Regions from separate parts of the Xenopus laevis genome. Here region 1 is linked to region 2. A link is a contact called in public Hi-C data. All regions are on one chromosome and are shown on one strand. Each heading gives the region's core, a stretch centred on a gene start, on an enhancer-like site or on the middle of the called end of the contact. The rest is flanking DNA. Distances are from core to core; before and after follow the strand shown.

Region 1 (3,685 bases), core at 220-2,719, 46 kb before region 2:
ACTTATATAGCAATGTTGCACACTGTAATCTGCAGCACTTAATACCCCTCTCAATTGTGTCTGTATGTTACCCTTCCATTTAGACTGTAAGCCCTACAGGGTAGGGTACGCTATCCTTTTGTCTCCTTGACACTGAACACTTGGGGGCACATTTACTATTGGTCGAATATTGAAGGATATACCTCTGTTCGATCGGACAATTAAATCCTTCGAATTGAACGATTTGAACGATTTTAATCCATCGACTGAACGAAATTCCTTCGATCAGAAATGTGCTAGAAAGCCTATGGGGACCTTCCCCATAGGCTAACATCGGTAGTTTTTTTTTTTTTTTAAAGAGACAGTACTTTGACTATCGAATGGTCGAATAGTCGAACGATTTTTAGTTCGGTTGAAGTAGCCAATTTGATGGTTGGATTGCCAAAATAAACTTCAAAATTCAAAGTTTTTTTCATTCGAATCCTTCACTCGAGCTAAGTAAATGTGCCCCTTAATCTGTAGTGTAACTATATATATATATATATATATATATATATATATATATATATATATATATATATATATATATATATATATATATATATATATATATATATATATATATATATATGTGTGAATTGTATTTTAATAATGTACTTATTAGTATTTATTATTGCAATGACCCCCTATTTGTTCTATTATTTATTTGTTCTGATGTACAGTGCTTTGCCCTCAAGGAGCGATATACTAATAAAAATGTGCATACATATAACATATGGCAATTTGAAATATTTATTGTATTTAAAATATTTAAAGACATTGAATCCAGTAAACCCTGTGTATAATCTACAGGCTATATCTCTGCATGGGGTTTCCTCAGGGTACCCCAATCTCTCCCACCCCCAAAGTCATACATGCAGGTTCTATGGTGTATGATAAAATTGACTTTGGGGTATTTAGGGTTGCCTCCTTTTCTGGAATTAAATACTGTCCATCCTACCAGGCATCTACCCTAGGTGTGTTGTGTGACAGTGACCATAGATTGAAAGCTCCACAGAAACTGATTGATGAACAATATCTGAGCATGTTGCCATTTTAAAAGGCTTGATCTGAAATGGTTTCTTCTTTCTCCAATATAGATGGAGGCTCAGCCAATTCAGCCTTTGTACATACGGTACCTATGTTTATATTCGGTTTGTGAAGAATCAGCCAGTCCAAGTGTCTCAGCACAAAACAAGAAGACCCATTCAGGTGTGCACACCTGAAATTAAAGGTAATGAAAAAGGCTAATTTAGTCCATTTGAGCATTGAGAATGAAAGAATTAGAACTTGACCATAACTGATCGGTCCTATGGCATTTACTATACAGAAGTACTAAGCAAAGCTCTGGGCAGTGAAGGAGTTAAACTGTTATCGCTTTACATAACACTCTATAGAGTGTTAGCATTTGTCTGTACAAAGTACAGCTTTACTTAATACAGTGGTTCAATCCCTTGGAATGGGGCCCCTGTGTGAATTGTAGCTTTCAGAGCTGGATACATAAACAGAGGCAGTTGGATCTGGCTGAGCAGCTGGAATGCTGAAAGGTTACTTGCTGAAAAAAAAGTAAATTTTTCCTACTGCTTGTGCTTTCTAAGAGATGGGGGGGGGGGGTTATTCTGCCTCTGTGGCTGCCAGTTCCTTAGAAGAGACCCCATGATGTCATGCGTCCGATGCACACGTAGCTGAAAGAAATCAATGGAGAACTAACTGTGAGGAACCACTAGGTTCTTTGTTTGGATTTGCCAGCCTCGGGGAGGGAGTGATTACATTTCTGGGGAGACGTTAGTTCTGCCATAAATTCTGCTGCTGAGAAATTGCTATAGTTTATACTACAGACTAACTCTTTCACTAATCAGTAGGCGAGGTCTGACATATATGAGGGATGCCACGTTCAACAGTTACCCTGTCCAAATAGATGTTTTCTTCCACAGCCTAAACCTGCACAAATCATAGTTTTTGGCATTTTCCCGGTTGCTAGGAGAGATATGAGTGGTGATATCTATCAATAAACTACAATGAACAGTGGCATCTGCATGTAATAGCAGACTCATATTTTTAGTTAATATACTCCCCTTTAAAAGAACATGCCTAAAGCTTCCACAAGGTGCTCCTGATATCTGCAGGTATAGGTATGGATCTGTTATCCAGAATGCTCCGGACCTGGGGGTTTCCGGGTAAGGGGTTTTTCCATTATTTGGATCTTCGTGTCTTAAGTCTACTAGAAAATCATGTGAACATTAAATAAGCCCAAGAGGCTGGTTTTGATTCCATTAAGGATTAATTGTGTCTTCGTTTCATTTTTTTTTAAACATATATTTATTTTTTTTTCAAACCTGTTAGTCTGACAAATTGACATGTGTCTTGTATGGTAGGAAGGCATTCATATTATTAAATTGGATTATAACCTCCCTCCCCATCCGATAGGTTGAAAATATCTGTTCTAATGAAATATGGAAATGGCGGTAAGGGTAAAAATAGCATTATAGGCTATTTTTTTTCCCATAATGGCCTTAACTTTTATAGGCCTTAACAAAACAAAAAGTCTAGTGGTGGACTAACGTATTAACATTATTGCTTCAGCTGTGTTACTTAAAGGGCAGTTAACACTTGTGTTAAGTTCCCTGTCTGTATATTTATCGTGTTCTCCTTAATTCAAATGAAAGTGATCTTCCTGAAGAAACCTCCCTGCTCCGTTACCTACCATTTTGCATTTTAGTGTGGCCTGGCACTGGATTAAACCGCTTCTGTTCAGGTTAACTGCCTGATAATAGAGTAAACACGCCTTGCCTAAAACACATAAAGAAACCCAAATCAGCCCTCCTGCCTTTATTTGGAAATGTTAGTTTTACATTACTCTGCCTTTGAAATTAAGAAATACACTCTATAAACTGTGATCTGGCATAAGGGATTGCTTTTGGTCATACCCAAGTAAACATGTTCTGGACTCCTGCTATTGATTTATGAGTTCAGCGATTTTATTTTTAATCCCCCAAATGCCTGCACATACCCATTTTGGATGTCTGGTATAAAGATACAATAAGCATTGCATAGATTAGGGATGCCCTCCTTTAATTTATATAAATACCTATTCATTTCTATCCTGTATTTCCTTTTTGGAGCAGAAATCCTAGTTTCTATTGTATTGTGCTTGCTATCAAATCTAATATCTGTGCACATCCTTCAAATATTGCCTGAACAAGCCCTACGTGTTTAAAGGAGAATGAAAGCTACAGAAGCAGTTTATTCCCAATAGATACACAATAGCCACAATAATGCAAGCTATAACACTATATTTATTCTGTAGAATGCTTTACCATACCAGAGTAAACCGCTCTAGAAGCTCTATTTGTTTGTTTAAGATAGCAGCTGCCATATTAGCTAGTTGTGACATCACTTCCTGCCTGAGTCAATTGGGTCTGAAAGCTTTACTAAATGAAAGTAAGGGCTATGGCACATAAAGCACAAAATGCCCCTTTTATTTCTCCACTTCCCATAGGGAGCTGTGGGAGACACCCACATAGTGGTGATGGGTGAAGCTCCAAAAAGATTTTTTTTACAATGGAGCTCCACCTGACTTTGTGTGCTCTGTGTAGGCAACACTTGGGGTTGGGCTTTCATTAGAGTGGGTGGAGTCTGGGTCTATCGTATGTGTCTTTTAACCAGG
Region 2 (3,697 bases), core at 49-2,548:
GTAACTACAGAGGAGGCAGACCCTGTGGCTGCAGGGGGCCCAGGAGGTATAGGGGCCCCATGAGGCCCTAATTCATATACAGTTTCAATAAATATTGGTAAAACAAAAAGTCAACTGCTAAACATTTTGGGGTCCTGAAAAATAACTTGCTGTGGGGCCCAGTGATATCTAGTTACGTCACTGCCTCTATTGTTACACCCGAATGATGTGCAGCCCTCGAGTGCTAATGAACTACTACACCCCCTGCCAGTTTCAAACGCTAAAGGTTCAGTCATGAAATCAACTGGAAGCTGAGCCGTGTGACATACACGCACCACACATCACTGAGAAACCGAAGCAGCGCCCAGTATTTCCCAGTGGGAAGGACTAATCCACATAGAAGGGGCGCACATTCGCGCAGGCGCTTTAACGTGGGGTGTGTGGGTGTGAGACTGGGTCAGCGCCAAGGTCCTTCTTAGAAGTGCCGCATTTTCTATCTGCAAGATGTAGTTCCCTTGCCGCATAATTCCAGATTATATTTCCATAGAGACGAACCATGTGAGCACAAGGGGTGAGGGAGAGAAGCCAAACGCGTTTTTTATTAACACTATAGCTACGGTGACGTCACTGCAACCCCCTGTCAGTTCGTCAGTAGCAGCTATAGGGTCTGCACACCCCAAAGTTTTTCAGTTCCCTTTCTAATCTATAAACAATTGAGGCGCCGGATTCCGGTCCACCCCCTGAGTGGAATGTAGAGCATCGAGCAGCAGTGATACCAAGTGCCAAGCAGATAACACTGTCTGAGGAGAATGTCCGACTCCGCCCTCCCTGTCCCCTATGTGCGCTACTTCCCAAAGCAACACTGCCGCCCACTTTCTCTCAACTATCAAATATTACTCAAATATTGGCCATCGAGATTTTGACCCACAGATCTGTATCCATTGCTGGGATTAACTATTTAACAACGGCTGGAATGCCGCCGATAACCGATTATACATGCCATCCCACTGTATTTTCCCGCTTTGGGTTACATGGATACGTTTTCAAATACTTTACACCACGGTTGTTTTCTAACTCTTGCACGTATATTGTAATCCGATTTAATACGGATTAGTAAGAATTACAGACGCTGAAAATAACCGTGAGGGATGGGTCGGCCATTTTGTGCTAATAAATGTCGGTGAGGAGAAGGAGAAGAAGAAGAAGAAGCAGAAGAAGAGGACCAGTCGCTCCCGCCTCCTCAGTTCGTACGAGTATCTGAGGCGCATCAGCCAATCAGCGTGCAGCCGCAGTTCATTAGCATAATATAGACAGCGCGTCACCGCCCTCATAGGATAAAACGCACAGTCCGCTCCATTCTTTCCCATTCTGTTACTTACATCCACTCTTCACTGTGGGAAAAAGTAACGTATTTTATTTCATTTTTTTTTAACATTTGTCTCTCCGTTAACGTCGACTTTTAACCATGGTAAGTAACCTTATTTATTTATTTTTAAATAATGGCCTAGATAAAAAGAAGCTTGTTCGCGTCTTATACTAGAGATGTTAAAACAGCTGGGTAAGAGGCGACTTCAGGGACGACGTGGAAGGGAATTGTTCTAGGCAGGGAGATCACGTGCCCTAGCTTCAACATTGTCGTCTGGAGGTAGTGTCATTGAGAAGCCCGGATGTAACGGGTCTTCCCGCGCTGGAGAGCGGCGCGCGCTTTGTGCTTGTGGGAGAGAGAGCGCGCGCCTTACCCACACCCCTATAGATTCTCTGAGGGATAGGCTCTCCCTAGTTGCACTTTGTCGTGATTGTTCTCCATAACAATGTCTGCATTCAGTCAAACTGCCGCATTCTCCTATAGAAGGTTTTGAGGTAGATTTAATGGCCATTCCCGAGTCTGAAATTAAGGTTTTGAGGTAGATTTAATGGCCATTCCCGAGTCTGAAATTAAGGCCACTGGGAGCAGCTACAAAGGAGGAACATATTGCTGGAGAGATAATGGCAGACTTTGATTTAATTTAGCTTGCCATAGACACACGGGAGATAGTCGCCCGACGACAAAGCACCTCTTCTTGTGACTAATCTTAATTCTAAATCGCCAGCGGGACGGCACTCGAACAATTCGTTTTTCCGAATTGCCTCACGAGGGAACTTCGGGCGACTTCAGAAAACGTAGGGATCAGCGTGCCGTCCCGCCAGCGTTGCATATTCTAGCCGACGGGAAGCTAGTTCGGGGAGATTAGTCGCCCGAAAAAAAGGCGATTTGTGGCACTGTCTCTGCCGTTACTGATTTGACTTTGATGAAGAAGAGCGAGGGCTATGACTACTGTAAAAAAAAAAAAAAATGAAGGTCATCTGACCTAAATAGGATCTGTGCAATTAACTTTAGGCCCATAATATGTTTAATTCGTATCCTTACCTCAGGTTTGGTAACCGTAGCAAACCCAACAGCTCGGGCACAAAGATGACTCCTATGTCATTGCGTATTTATAGTAAACTTAAAATGAGCAGTGGAGAATGGGGTAGATAGATGTGCCCAGTAGAAATAATAAATGGTTAATTCACGAAAGACAGGTGGCTTCTGTATCCTAGTATATGAGCATCTCCTCTTTAGGGCTTGACAGCTGTTATAACAAATGTTTCATATATTCTCATGCCACAAAGGAATTTCCATACTACTTTGAGACCCTAGCAGCTAACTGATTTTTTTCATATGTATATATTTTTTTTTCATGTATGGACTGCCTGAAGGCATGTGCAGTTCATAATGCGAGAGGCTAGACGGCAGCTGCTGGGTGTGGAAATCGATTGCTGGGGTGGGGGAGGATTTTGCAACATAATCAGGATTTAGCTGAAAGCCTTGTGCAGATGTTTCTCTTTCATGGTGTACGGCCGACAGCGCAAGGATCGTGTGGGTGTGGAAACGGCTTGTAGGCTTTTGCCTGCTAACGTGGAAGTAGTGTCAGCTGATGGATAATGGGTGTGTAAGCTGCCATTGTTGTCTTGTGTTATGTGAAATCTGGCAGTTGGAAGAGCAGGACTATTGTGTTTGCACTTCCATATCTCAAATCGGCGACTCCAGTGTTTTGATTTAAACCGTGTAGGCTCTGAATCTACCAGTAGATCACAAATAAATGGCCTCTTGTATGTAATGGCTTATTACTTTTTTTTTATTTACAGCGTGAGTGCATCTCTATCCATGTTGGTCAGGCTGGTGTGCAGATCGGTAATGCCTGCTGGGAACTCTATTGTCTGGAACATGGCATCCAACCTGATGGGCAGATGCCCAGTGACAAGACCATTGGAGGAGGGGACGACTCCTTCAACACCTTTTTCAGTGAAACGGGTGCAGGAAAGCATGTCCCCAGGGCTGTATTTGTTGACCTGGAACCTACTGTCATTGGTGAGAACCACCAAAGCTGCACATTTCCTTATTGAATGTGTACATGTTTATATGGAATATTGTACTAGCAATTATAAAATATAACTTAGAAGTCACTGTGGAGTCATGATTATAATAAGGCAGCTGAGTGCTTTTATACAATTCGTGAAACTCAAAGTGGCTTCTAATATCTTTGTTTATTGTCATACATTGCTTGAATAAGTACTGATTAGAACTGATGTTACTAAGCACAGTCTTTAAGGATATAATTTACAGAATGTTCAGGCTCTTCTGTAACGTGTAATTTTTTTTCTACAGATGAGGTACGCACAGGAACATACCGCCAGC

What was found. Hi-C and Micro-C count contacts between places; a contact is called where the count stands out from the background.
Region 1: a contact with region 2 is called in a Hi-C map of the XL177 cell line, with 2.2 times the contacts expected there. The contact joins the enhancer-like site here to the promoter of tuba1b.L in region 2. A contact is called at or near these places in 2 of 4 Hi-C or Micro-C datasets (the XL177 cell line and the XTC cell line).

What each region holds. Positions count from the first base shown.
Region 1 is chr2L:143,248,660-143,252,344 of Xenopus_laevis_v10.1, reverse strand. It overlaps LOC108708553 (putative nuclease HARBI1), which reads left to right. Exons shown (of 7, transcript XM_018247377.2): 3 at 1,119-1,252. Among protein-coding and RNA genes, the nearest start is that of LOC108708553, 9.6 kb to the left of the region's middle. Within about 2 kb of position 1,469, at least 1 of the 7 cell types and tissues checked has an H3K27ac peak or open chromatin away from gene starts, as enhancers often do.
Region 2 is chr2L:143,202,287-143,205,983 of Xenopus_laevis_v10.1, reverse strand. tuba1b.L (tubulin alpha chain) reads left to right here and starts at 1,298. Exons shown (of 4, transcript XM_018247375.2): 1 at 1,298-1,447; 2 at 3,148-3,370; 3 at 3,668-3,697. The coding sequence starts at 1,445. LOC108708552 (a long non-coding RNA gene) reads left to right here and starts at 1,456. Exons shown (of 2, transcript XR_005965506.1): 1 at 1,456-1,831; 2 at 1,876-2,992.